2 separate regions of the Sus scrofa genome follow, and region 2 is linked to region 1. Evidence: chromatin contacts called from public promoter capture Hi-C data. All regions are on one chromosome and are shown on one strand. Each heading gives the region's core, a stretch centred on a gene start, on an enhancer-like site or on the middle of the called end of the contact. The rest is flanking DNA. Distances are from core to core; before and after follow the strand shown. Region 1 overlaps HS3ST3A1 (heparan sulfate glucosamine 3-O-sulfotransferase 3A1). Region 2 holds the start of HS3ST3B1 (heparan sulfate glucosamine 3-O-sulfotransferase 3B1).

What was found. Promoter capture Hi-C pulls out the DNA fragments that hold promoters and counts their contacts.
Region 2: a promoter capture Hi-C map of fetal skeletal muscle shows a contact between it and region 1, with 6 times the contacts expected there. The contact joins the promoter of HS3ST3B1 here to the enhancer-like site in region 1.

Annotation. Positions count from the first base shown.
Region 1 is chr12:57,707,342-57,713,649 of Sscrofa11.1, forward strand. All of the region lies in intron 2 of HS3ST3A1 (heparan sulfate glucosamine 3-O-sulfotransferase 3A1), which reads right to left. Among named protein-coding and RNA genes, the nearest start is that of HS3ST3A1, 20 kb to the right of the region's middle. Within about 2 kb of position 3,265, at least 1 of the 83 cell types and tissues checked has an H3K27ac peak or open chromatin away from gene starts, as enhancers often do. A contact at or near this core is called in fetal skeletal muscle, where this site is marked.
Region 2 is chr12:58,124,170-58,130,477 of Sscrofa11.1, forward strand. It overlaps HS3ST3B1 (heparan sulfate glucosamine 3-O-sulfotransferase 3B1), which reads left to right and starts at 2,308. Exons shown (of 2, transcript XM_003483118.4): 1 at 2,308-3,427. The coding sequence starts at 2,334. LOC106505533 (a long non-coding RNA gene) reads right to left here and starts at 2,196. Exons shown (of 2, transcript XR_001300053.2): 1 at 2,038-2,196.

The DNA of each region.
Region 1 (6,308 bases), core at 2,015-4,514:
GATTGTGTTGACCAAGTTTATGTATATTTTGTTTTACCATCTCTCTGGGGGAAGGTTTTTTTTGCGGGGGGGGGGGTTCCATGTAAATGATTTGCGTGACGATTGACTCAAGAAAATCTCAAGTTGACACCCTTATCCTCACTCCGTCCACACTGCCCCCACGTCACCTCTTATTCTCATTAATAACCCAACAAATGTGTCCCTTTTATTGATCTTAGGCCATTGCTGGTTGAGCCGTCACACTGGCACGTTTACCCCACTCTTGGCTCCACACGGCCTCGATGGCCTCGTGCTTTCCCGACAGAGTCGGTCTTTCTTGCTAACGTCTGTCACTTAGGAGTTGTTTCCGTGAGAGTTTGTGTGTGGTGGCCTCTGCTTATCTGAACGTTCTCCGCGTTCTGCCCTCTAGAAGTCCTATTAAATGGACTTTGGACCCAGTTTGTCCATTCACGGGACCTATAAACCACGGCTTCTCGTCTCCCGTCGCTTCAGCTCCCTGGTGATTTTTCATCCAGTCTTTTAGTGACGCCTCTTTCCCAGCTGGTGGGCTCTGCTGCTGGGCACCCTTGGCAGACCGCTCTCAGCGACGACAACGTTCTTGCTGCTCTTTTCACCTGCAGCTCAGCCTATTCACAGAGTTTTTCATTTCACCGCCACTGCTCCCTTCACAGTCTCTCTAGTGCCTTTTCAAATCTCTTTTTTTTTTTATGCTGTCATACTTTTTATGATTTTTACCTATTTTTAAATTTCTTTAATGATTTCCCACCAGCGTGTGAGCCTCTCTCAGGGTGTTTTCGCTTTGAGGTCTGGCAGGGCTGCGTGGGCCTCCTGTTCCTCATTGGTGGCTGATTCCTTTTCTCAAGTCATTGAAATCGCTAATGCGGCCCTGGCCCTCAGCGCTGCCTGCTCATTCTGGGGACGTCTGCTGGGAACCAAGTTATACAAAATCATCCAGAGCAGTTTTAGTTTGTTGTTTTTTCTTCCTGCCTTCGATACCAGGGGTTTCAGCAGTCCTGAGATAGTTCTTCTGTTGATTTCTCAGTGTGTGGCTCTCACACTCCACAGGAAATATAAGCTCAGACCACGTGCAACAGCTCAGAAGAGTCCTCTTGTGGTGCAGTGGGTCAAGGATCCAGCGTTGTCACTGCAGCGGCTAGGTAGCTGCTGTGGCTCAGGGTCTGTCCCTGGCCTGGGAACTTCCGAATGCCTCAGGAGTGGCCCAAAGCAAAAAACATACAGCTCAGAGCTGCAGTTTTAATTTTTTGGGGGGGGTAGTTTTTTTTCTTTTGTCCAAAATCCATCTTCCTCACCACCTTTTCCTGAGCCCGGAAGGTGAGCCAGGGGGCCAAAGAGCATGGGTTTGTCAAGGCAGCTGGAAGACGTCAGGGCCGTAGTTCTGCCTCTCCCGGCCAACACCGGCTGCATCCCGGAAGCCCAGCCTTGCGCCTGCAATCCTCCCTCCTGTGGGTACCACTTCCTGCTCCAGCAGACAGAACTCCTTTCTTTGGACTCTGGCTGGGCACACTTGTTTTTGTTGTGGGGCTTGTTATATTTTATGCAACGTTCCTGTGGGTTTGTCGTCAGTGGGTGGACGGAGGTGGGAAGGGAATCACATCTTTCCCCAGCTCAATCCATCTCATTATCTCAGAGACATGAGATAATGAATGGTTTTCATTATGAGGTTATGCTGGTCCCATTTCTGAGTGGAGAGACCAAGCATCCAGCCTCCCCACGCACAGCTGAGGCTCACAGCCCCAGAGCCCTCCAGAGCAGACAGCCCAGAGATGCCACCAAGGCCCAGAGCCTGATGTCCACAGGTGACACGAGGCGGATCAGGCGAGTCACTGCCCTCTTCCGGGGCTGTGCCCTGCCAGCTCTTCCTGCGACTCTCTCCCTCTCTCCATCACACCAGCCATGACCTTTAAGAGGCTCATTTTTCACAACTAGCAACTTCTGAAACTTTAATGCAGGAAACTAGACTGGAAGCAAAATTCTGATGTAAATCCAATCCCTTGGGAAAGATACTGGGGGGAGGGAGGCAACACAGAACTTCTGAAGAGCACACTCCAGAATGTCAATGACGCCTGCCCCACCGGTCTCTGGCTTTCACACTCTCGGCTCTGAACACCTCGGATGGGTCTCTGGCTTTCACACTCCTCCCACCCTCCCACTCACAGGAGCAGGGCCATGGGGATTCCGTTCTGGGAGATGCCAGCAATCCAGCCTGGAAAGTGCGGGCGACAGGAGTCAGCAGGTTAACTAACCCGCAGTGACTCTAACGTCCCAAGTCTTCTAGCAGCTGAACGTGACAAAGCCTCCTAGCCTGAGTGACGGTCCCGGGCCCTCAGCACGGCTGTGGGGCTCGGGCTCTGACCCGGGCACGCACAGTCAACACACGTTCCTAGCTCTGGAAGGCACCATCTGCAGTCCCTGCTACGAGGAGGCAAACAAGGTTCCTTTCTGTACTTTAGTTTCTCCCCCAAATGACTGATGACGTCCCCCTTCAATATCTGTTATAAAAAGTGTTTCTTGCTTTTTTGTCCTGAAATGATGAGAGCAACAGCTGCTTAGTCTTAATGTTCTTTTTCACGATGAAGGCCGTGTCGCCGTGTCAACAGTTTTGGAAACGGAAAGAGGAAGGGATCACTGTCCATAGTTCTAGCATGCTAGCACTTTAACACCTCTCCTTTCAGCTGTTTCTTTTCTTTTCTTTCTTTTTGCCTTACGACTTGACTGACTGTGTGATAAAATAACATTTCAGATCATTTTACCCCATGTATTACTCATGCATTTACGAGAGTTTGGGATTCCTAAGTATCTCATTTTGTTTTCCTCCATCACAACAACCTTCTCACTCAAGAAGGGGAGATTCCTGGCCACGTTCTACAGAGAAGGAAACGCGCCCGCGGCACGTGCGGGTGAGAAGTTGGGGATCACGGCGGGACAAGAGCCACGCACCGTCAGCCAGGCTCTCTCCCAAGACACCTGCAAATCCTGGGAAGACAGGGTTCTGATGTTGCACCCGCATGAGCTCGTGGGTCGTGAGACGGGAGCCAGAGCAGGAATTAAAGGGAGAAAGGGGGAGGGAGGGGGCTTGGAGGGGCAGGAACAGCACCACTCATCCAGCTGGTACGTGTCTGTGCTGAGCCACGAAGCCCGGGGTCTTGGGCGGAACGGGCCCGAGGGAAGTTCCAACAAGCGCCTACTGTGACGGCAGCACCGAGGCCACCTAGAGCCGCCGCTGCGGGACACGGCTTGGATGGACTCTGCTCATTTGGATCAACAGCGCTCTGTCTTCTAATCCGGTTTCCTTCTTTTTTTATATTTCACACTGTGCAGCGCAGCTGGTGCACGATGTTCGCCAAAGCTTTTCTCTCTGAAGCTGCAGGAAGAGCAGCTCAGCAGGGCAGCCAGGACGGCCTGGTTACCAACTGCCCGGGCCCAACTGTCTCCATGACTCACTCAGCCTGAGCTCCCCAGGGCCCTGGGGTGTCTGAGAGAGTCACCGCACCCTGAGGGGCCATGGAAACGGAAGCAAATCCACTCTGCCTAGAGGAGAAATTGCTGGAAAAATCTATGATAACACAAGCACAGGAAACTGTTAAGAATAAATCCTGGGCAAGGAGGAGCTGGGTGTTTACTGTAAAATTCTCACTTTACTATCTAATGAGACATTTCATAATAAAATACTGCTTTAAAAAATAACGTTCTCCTAAATGGAGCCTCCTATACCGTTGCTGGCAATGTAAGTTGGTGCAGCCGCCGTGTGAAACAGTCCAGAGGAAGCTCAGAAAGCTAAATACCCCGGGGTCCAGCAATACCGCTCCTGGGCATCAATCCAGAGAAAGCCATAATTTGAAAAGATACACTCCTATGTTCATAGCAGCTCACTTTATAACAGCCAAGACACGGATGCAACCTAAGTGTCTGTCGACCGAGGAGCGGATGAAGAAGGTGTGGCACAGACACACAGTGGAAGACGATAAAAAAGAAGGAAATAATGCCGTTTGCAGAAACAGGGGTGGACCCAGAGATGATTATATCAAGTGAAATAAGACAAAGACAAATACCATATGATATCACTTATATGCGGAACCTAAAATATGATACAAACGAACCTATCTACAAAACAGAAACAGACTCACGGACATAGAGAACAGACTTGTGGTTGCCGGGGGGCGGGGAGGGGGGTGGAGCGGGAGGCTGAGATGAGCAGATGTAAACAATTACATATAGAATGGATAAACAACAAGATCCTACTGCAGAGCACAGGGAACTCTTTCCAGTGTCCTGGGATAAACCATAATGGAAAAGAGCATTTTTTAAAAAGAGTGAGTGTGTGTGTGTGTGTGTGTGACCGTGAATCACTTGGCTGCACAGCAGAAACTAACACGATATTGCAAATCAACAATACTTCAGTTAAAAACCACAAACAAACCAACCCAACAACAACAACAAAACAATGTTCTCTTAAATAACAAAATGCTGCTCCCCGGCGTTTTTTTCACCTGCCTCCACCTCTCTTCCCCTCACCCTCTCACCACGTCTTCTACTCTGGGAGCTCCTTGAGACCGTGTCTTTAGAGATGCTCGAATAGTTTCAGAAAACGCTGAGTCAAGCCCATTTTTGAGAAAACGCAGCTGAGGTCCTAACAGGGGAACGGACTTGCCCCTGTCAAGTCATCCCCTGGCAGGCTCAGGAGCAGAGGGCAGGTCCCCTCTTTCCATCACACAGTGATGCTTTCTTCCCTACGGGACGAGCAGATGGACCTCTGTCTCGTGGACATTACTGGGAAGGACCAGAATACCAATACCTTTGGACATTCCGTTTTATTTTACTTATTATTTTTGGTTGCATGTGCGACATATGGAAGTTCCCCAGCCAGGGATCGAATCCAAGCAGAAGCTGTGACCTATGGCACAGCTGTGGCATTGCGGATCCTTAACCTACGAGCGGCAGCAGGGAACTCCCATCTGGACATTTTAGAAGGGGGTTTAAATAAAGCCAGGGGGAGGCCAAGGACAATGCACGTCAACAGAAGCACGACAGAACAACAGCAGGAGATCTGCTTCTGCAGATAAAGCAGGACTCACAATTTCCCTGGCGAAGGGAATTTTCTCCGTCGTCTTAGCACCGTGGAAACCCAGAAACGTTATCACACTTCCGCCTGCAAGGTGCTGCGGGGAGGGACATTAACACAGCCATCTCGGAAGTCGGCTCAGCAAGATGGATCAAACGTCACAGCCTCTGGCTTAGGATTCTGTGTCTGAGAGTCCACTGGAAACAACGTGTATTCGAAATCACAAAAAGCATCACAAGAGATCTGTCCAAGGGCTCTGTATACAAGCCGCCAATTTAAAAGTGCCTGAAGGCTAAATGGTAACTTATGAGACATTCTTAAAAGGGGATTTAGAAGTCACAACAATGTTTATAAAAGGTCTAACACTAGAGTCAGAACATGTTTCTGTGACACCCTAAATGGTAAAATTCCTCACAAACTGTCTCTACGCCCTGAGCCTAAGTGGATTAATAGTGTTTAAAAATACATGTGACACTGTCACGCGCCTGAGAGGGAGACCATGACACTGGTTGCAAGGTGCTTAGTCTGTGCTGCATTTGTAGTATTTTCTGTATGGTGAGTATGTAGAGTCAGCTGTGCTGTGATCCCAAATAGGCACTCCTAACGTCTCCCCACTATTTAAAATCCCACAATAAAAGCCACAGGGCTTAGGGACAATGAGGTTAGGGCCTAACACTCTCCAACTTGATCAGTGACACATTTTTTTGAAAGGTAGGAACCAAATACTAATGGTAGCACAGTTTTCACCCATTCAGTGGTTAAGAAATTCATAAATATGACAACAAATAGGACCCCTGACCTTGAAAAAGCCCTTGAGCTCTCTCCCCTGGAAGTGGGCATTGGGAAAGGGGCAGTCTGGGGGTCCCTGGGAATCGGTGGAAGGCCATCAAAAATGAGACGTAAGGGAGCTCCCGTTGTGGCGCAGTGGTTAACGAATCCGACCAGGAACCATGAGGTTGCAGGTTCGATCCCTGGCCTCAATCACTGGGTTAGGGATCCGGCGTTGCTGTGAGCTATGGTGTAGGTCACAGATACGGCTTGGATCTGGCGTGGCTGTGGCTGTGGCCAGCAGCTGTAGCTCTGATTAGACCCCTAAGCTGGGAACCTCCATATTCTGCGAGTGTGGCCCTAAAAAGACACAAAGACCAAAAAAAAAAAAAAAAAAAAAGAGAGAGAGAGAGAGAGACATTGAGCTGTTTGTCAGATGCAGATGAGTGTGCTCAGAACT
Region 2 (6,308 bases), core at 1,058-3,557, 420 kb after region 1:
GGCTCCCGAGCGCAGCGGGCGGACCAGCCGAGTGGGGGGCAAGGCCAGGTCCGCCCAGCCTTGCTTAACGGTGCGGCTCAGACCCGGGTCACGGCGGACCTCGGGCGGCAGAACCCAGCTCTGCGTGCTGCCCATCGCTCGGTGGACTTGGCGGCCACTTGGCCTGGGGGCTCTGGCCTCAGCGGAACTCCCTCGCCGGTTTCCTACGCCCACGCCTTTGCTCTCAATCCCTCCCTCCCTCCCTCCGCACCCCCGGAAAAAAAGGCCTAAATATATCCGGCCGACAAGCTCTGAAAAAAAAAAAAAAAAATTGTTTTTTTATCCCTGAACTTTGCTAACCTCAGGGACAGGGGCCATTTTTATTATCCTTTTTTTTTTTTTAAACTCATACCCAGCAGGCCCCAAGTTAAGCCGCATGGGAGCTACAATTCGCCTGAATGCGCGCAAATCACAAACCACCACCACTCTCCCCTCAAATCCACAGAAGTCAAGAAACTCAAAGCTGCCTCAAGATCGGAGACTGTGACTTCACTTCCCCCCGAAATAAGGTGAATTTGAAGAAACCCTTAAGAGACACTAGCATTTTCTTTCTCACTTTTCCAAAACAAACAAACCAAACAACAGTCAAGTTAATACTCAGAAATGTGTTGTCATGCTTTAGAAGTTTAAAATAAATTAATAATAATTTAATTAAAAACTAAGGGTGAATAAGTCGCTTCTGAAGAAGAGGGAAGCCTGCTGGAAAGAACTTCTCTCCGTAAATATAGCTGGAAGAGATTGAAATCTGCTCCCTAAATTACTTCTCCTCAGCCACTCTGTAGGAAAAGTCTTAGGCTCAGGCGCTGCAAGGAGGTCCTGCGGAGCACAGCTGGCGCGGGGACCCCGTGGAGGACGCAGGGCCACCCTAACGATCCCGGGTCTCGGCCCCCGATCTCCCCGCACGCTTTCGAGCCTGAGGTGCTCCGGGCCGACGGGCTTTCTCGGTGTGTACCCAGCCGAGAGGGGCTGGACCCGGGCGGGGACTTGGGACACTTCCTCGGGAGGAGAGCGAGGTGCACAGGGACAGCACGGCAGGGGGACCGGGGCTCGGCGGTTCCGCCGTCCGCCCGCGCGAACTGGGGAAGGCAGCCGGGGCTGCGCTCAGCCGGGGGCCGCGCGGGGGTCGGGATCGGAAGGATCGTTTTGTCCCGGAGCCGCACGGGGCCTGGCGTGGGAGGCCCGCTGGCCGGGCCGAGTCCGGGGGGCCGGCATCTAGAGCTTCCTGAGTGCCACCGGGGTGAGTTTGAGCACCGGAGCTTCCTACCGGAACGCGGGGCAAGAATGCAGCCCCCGCCACACTAGGGCGGGTCACTTTGCGGAGGAGAACCGGGAGAGCGGCTTGGAGTGGACTTTGTTAAGTGCCACTCAAGGATCGATTTGCTCTGGGCTTGACGTTTGACTTAGAAAACAACACCGCTGGGAAAAAACACCACCTAATAATTCGTGTAACAGGTCCTGCAAATCAAACCATCTCCTAAATGAAGGTGAATGTTGGCTTTGATATTTATTCAGGGGAAGGGTGTGGGAGCATTGTTTTCACCTCACGTCTCCAACACACACGTATCCGGACCAAACTTTCTACACGTGACTCTCACACTCACTTTTCGACCAGAAAACTTTTCCCCAGCCTTTACCCCTGTGTTGATGTCTCCCGACCTCTCTTTCCTCAGGAGTTTGGGAAGCGAGAGAAGAATTTTTTCTAAAGATAGTTAACACCGACCGCCTTTAACAGGCAGCGAGAGAGGGAGAAGGAGATGGAGATCAACTCCTGGCAAAGAACAAGAAGGAAATAAATAAATAAATAAATAAAGCAAGCAAGCTGACAGGGATTTCCACTTAAACGTCCTAAACCGGTGCCAGTCCCGGAAGGGCCCCCCTTGGAGTCCGGGCGTGGAGTGGGCGGGCATCTCCGGCCCGCCTCTCGCTCCTCCACTGTCCTTCCTATTTCTAACAGGCACACCACGATTCCGCCCGTGAAACATCTGGATGGGGACTCACATCCCCACACACGGGCAACTGCATCCAAGACTAGCTCCTGGGGAGCGAGCGCGGAAGTGAGTTCAGGACCTGGAGCGCAGCGCCCGGAGGGTCGGTGATCTCCCGGCGCTGGGTCTCTTGCATCCTTCCTACCAGCTGCTGCTGTCACCAGCCTCTGGCTCCGCCCCTCTGAGCCCCCCTTACCTCTCAGCCAATAGAAACCCCTGACTGCTTTCCACCGCCCCAAACCCTTTCCACACCCCCACGTTCTGGGAGCTGGTTGGCTGCCTTACCCTCAGCGAAGCTGCTGGATTTGCATGGCGCTCCGGGGTTCTGGTAGGTGGAGAGACCTGTCACTCCAGGTGGCCGGGCCCGCCCACTCTGCCTCGGTCCGCGGCTCTCTTCCTGCGCAGTTCTTCTCAGCCTCCGCGGGGAAGCGCCGGGGCTGCGCTCAGGGCTCAGTTCTCTGGACCGCGAGGAGGCAGCCCCGGCGAGCGGCCGTGCGCTGCGCACCGTGTGGAGGGGCCAGGGCGCGGGGGTGCGGTGCTCTGCTGGCCCCGAGCGCGGCGTCGCGCCACAGGAGCAGCCCCCGGCCAGCAGTTGCCGCCGCCGCCCGACTTTCGTTCCAGTTGCGGCTCCTCAGGGCAACATGTCAAAAGCCGCCGCCGCTACAGCTGCCGCCGCCACCTGGGGAAGAGCAGCCGCAGAAGCAGCAGCAGCAGCGGCGGCCGCGGGCGCGCGGGGGCAATAAGCCCAACCACCCGGCGTCCAGGGAACCCTCTCTGCGCTCACTGCTCCGGCGGGACCCGCGCCATGTGCTGAGCCATGCCCCTCGCCGCGCCCGCGGGCAGCGCATGGGGCAGCGCCTGAGCGGCGGCCGATCCTGCCTCGATGTCCCCGGCCGGCTCCTGCAGCAGCAGCCGCCGCCGCCCCCGCCGCCGGTGAGGAGGAAGCTCGCGCTGCTCTTCGCCATGCTCTGCGTCTGGCTCTACATGTTCCTGTACTCGTGCGCCGGCTCGTGCGCCGCCGCGCCGGGGCTGCTGCTGCTGGGCTCGGGGTCCCGCGCCGCCCACGCCCCGCCGGCGCTGGCCGCGGGCTCCGTCGGGCCTCCCCCGAGGCAGCGGCTCCCGGCGGCGCTTGCCACCCCGCTGGCGGCCGGCGGGGAGACGGCCGAGGGCGCCGCGAGCCAAGAGGAGCGGAGTCCTGAGGCGCCGGACGCCCCCAGCTCCATCTCCACCTTCTTCAGCGGGTCCGGGAGCAAGCAGCTGCCGCAGGCCATCATCATCGGCGTGAAGAAGGGCGGCACGCGGGCGCTGCTCGAGTTCCTGCGCGTGCACCCCGACGTGCGCGCCGTGGGCGCCGAGCCCCACTTCTTCGACCGCAGCTACGACAAGGGCCTCGCCTGGTACCGGTGAGTTTCCCCGGCACGGCCGGGCCGGGCCGCGCGACGGGGAGAGGAGGGGACGCGGCACGTGCTGGGGGCGGTGACAGGGCCCAGCCTGGCACCCCGGGGCCGGGGGGGCCCGCCTCGGCCGCGCGGCGCTGGCCCTCAGCGCGGTGCCGGGTGCGCCGCGCGCCGCGCTCCCCACCGCCCGGAGAAACTTCTGGAAGCGCTCTGGCGGGTCAGGGGCCCCAGCGCCCTAGACCGAACCTGGCGGTCCCTCCTCAAAGAAGGGGCGGGCGTGGGGCGCAGCGACCGGGACGGTGCTGCGGGAAGCGCGCAGCCTCTGACTGCGGCCCCGTCCCAGGCGAATCCCGCCGGCGCTTCCGCTCGGGTCCGGGAGCGTCTGCGCCCCGCCGGTCGCCGCCGCCGCCCCGGGACCAGCTCCCAGAGCAGCCTCTGCTGCCCAGATGGGGACGGGTGGGGGCGGAGGCCGCGGGGCGTCTGCTCGCTCGCAGACCGGCTTCGCGGGCGGGCAGCCGGGGCTCGGGCGGGCGGCCCGGCGGGCGCGGCGCGTGGAGCTGTGCTGGTCCCTGTCGGGCAGAGGCGCGCACTGCAGCCGGCGGGAGGGAGGCGCGCGGCTCTGAAGGCTTCCCCCGCGCGGCCCGGGCCGGTGCCGAGAGAGCCGGGGCGGGGACGGGGTCCCCGCGGGCCCTCGACACGTGCGGTGCGAAGAGTGTTTGGGGCCATTGATTGGGAAATGCAGGTTGCCCAGAGCTCGGGGCTTCGGGAAACTCAGTTCTCGGGTCGAGTTGTGTGGGGGTCGGGTTCCAAAGAGACAGCGGCCCCCGGGGGCATAACCCCGACCTCTGCCCAAGGCTTCCTGGAGTCTTTAGGGTGAACTGTTGGATTGGCCGAGTTTCCGGTGAGGCGCGGGTGGGCAGGCGGTCCAGGCTCCAGCCCTTCGGAAATCTCGTCGCCAACCCGGGGCCTGGCCACTGGCTCCCATCCCTTCCCCCGCTCCAACCCCTACCAGCCTGACTCCCTCGTGTCCCAGGCACCCCTCCAGGCCCAATTAGCCTCCCGGAGGCTGGAGACTTCGGAAAACAAAAGGGGAGAGCCACACTGAACCCCATTCCCTGCCCCCATCCCCGCTTTGGGAACCGGGAGAGGTTGGAAGATAAAAGGGGGCTGACCGAGCGGATTAAAACCGCTCTCTTCCCAGCCTCGCCCTCCCCCTCCCTTTTGTCCTAATGTTTTTATTATTGTCCGGAGTTGCCCAAGTCTCGAGGTTTAGCCAGCCGTGACAGTCAGCCCTTTCTACCGTCCCCGGGCCCTGGCCACCGGTTGTTGCGCAGAGGGGCTCTGGATCCCCTGGCCGGGATGCACGACCCAGCCCTGGCAGCTCGCTGGTCGCGCGGGTCTCAGTGCTCTCATCTGGGCAGTGGGCAGTGCGGTTCTCCTGCGCTGGGGAGGAGCAACTGCGCCGGCGCGGTCAGGTGCCTGGCTGGCAGGCGGGGGGCCTAATTGCCAGCTATTGTCACCGATTGTATTGTTGTCATTACTTCTGCCACCGCCGCTCCTCCTCCCCCTGGGATGCCGATTCCGGGGGCGGGGGTGGCAGGCTGTAACTAGCGTCCCTTCGGGTAGAAGCCACCGGAGGCCGGAGGCAGCCCGGGATTTTCTGAGATCGGACGCGCTGAGATCCGGGCTGGGAGGGACCGGCCGGAAAAGAACTGAATCCTTAACGTCGGGCGGTTCTAGAAGCACCTGGGGCGGGCTGTGGAAATCCCCATAGGAAGATGCCCGCAACCTGCCGGGCGGCCGCCGTCCTCCTGCCCGGTTCCTTTTGACTGACTCACAAACGCTGAAGTCGCGCTGGAAAGGCTGGCCGCGCGCCTGAAGCAGGGAGCGCTGCCCGGGAGCTTCGGGCAGGATCAGTGCCCGGGGCCGCCGTGCGAGCGGCCAGCGGGGAGGCTGGGCTTGGGAGGCCCCCGGGCCTGGCCGGGCCGCCGGGTCGGGAAGTGCATCCTCGTCCCGAGCCACCTCTCTACACTGACCAGCAGGACTCACCCCGCCCGGGAGGCCCAAGCGGTGACACCGCGGAGCGCGCGGCGGGACCAGCGAACTGCAAACGCAGCAGCTCGCCCCGCCGGGCGTGGCCGCAGGGTAGGTGGATTTTTTTTTTTTCCCCCTCAAAGGGGAAAAAAGAGAATCTTTTAAATCCCCTGCTCAGTCAAAACTTTTAAATTAATTTGGAATGTTCCGGGTGTCTAGGCAAATGGTTGAACTGAATTATTTTGATGGTGGCCGTTAACTTTGAAAACAGACCACACTGGGAGAAGAAGCTGACCTAGGAGATTTTTTGCTAAAATCTGGTTTCCAGGGGGCACCGTTCGCCACCCACTCCCTCCGGAGTTCCGTGTGCCAGGCCCAGCTCTGCCGCTCGCCAGAGGCGCGCTCCTGGGCCGCTCCCGCTCCGTCTGTGCAATCAGGCAGCAGATTGGGGAAGAGTATAAATAATAATTAGCCAGAGTTGGAGTTCAGAAACAAGTGGTTAAAACAAATCCTCAAAGCTAGAAAATAGGAGAGCAGGGAGACATTTTGAAGGCACTGAGACATTTTGAAGGGGTTAAACTGCAGGCACGATGGCTGAATCCGAAGGTCAGCATCGTAGCGGGTCGGAGAAGGAAGTCTTGGCTGTGTCTGAGCGAGTCGTTGTTGGATTTTATCGACTGATACACAGACCATCTAAGGGCCTAACCAGTAACTCTGGGCCTGAGCGGGTTTGCTTGGAGCCTCCCACGTAGACTGCAGTTCTTTCCACGTGGCTGAGTGAGATGCCATCAGCCTCAACAGGAGGGTTCCTGGTGGGATGGAGCCCACGTAGTGGCCACGCGGAGCCGACCTG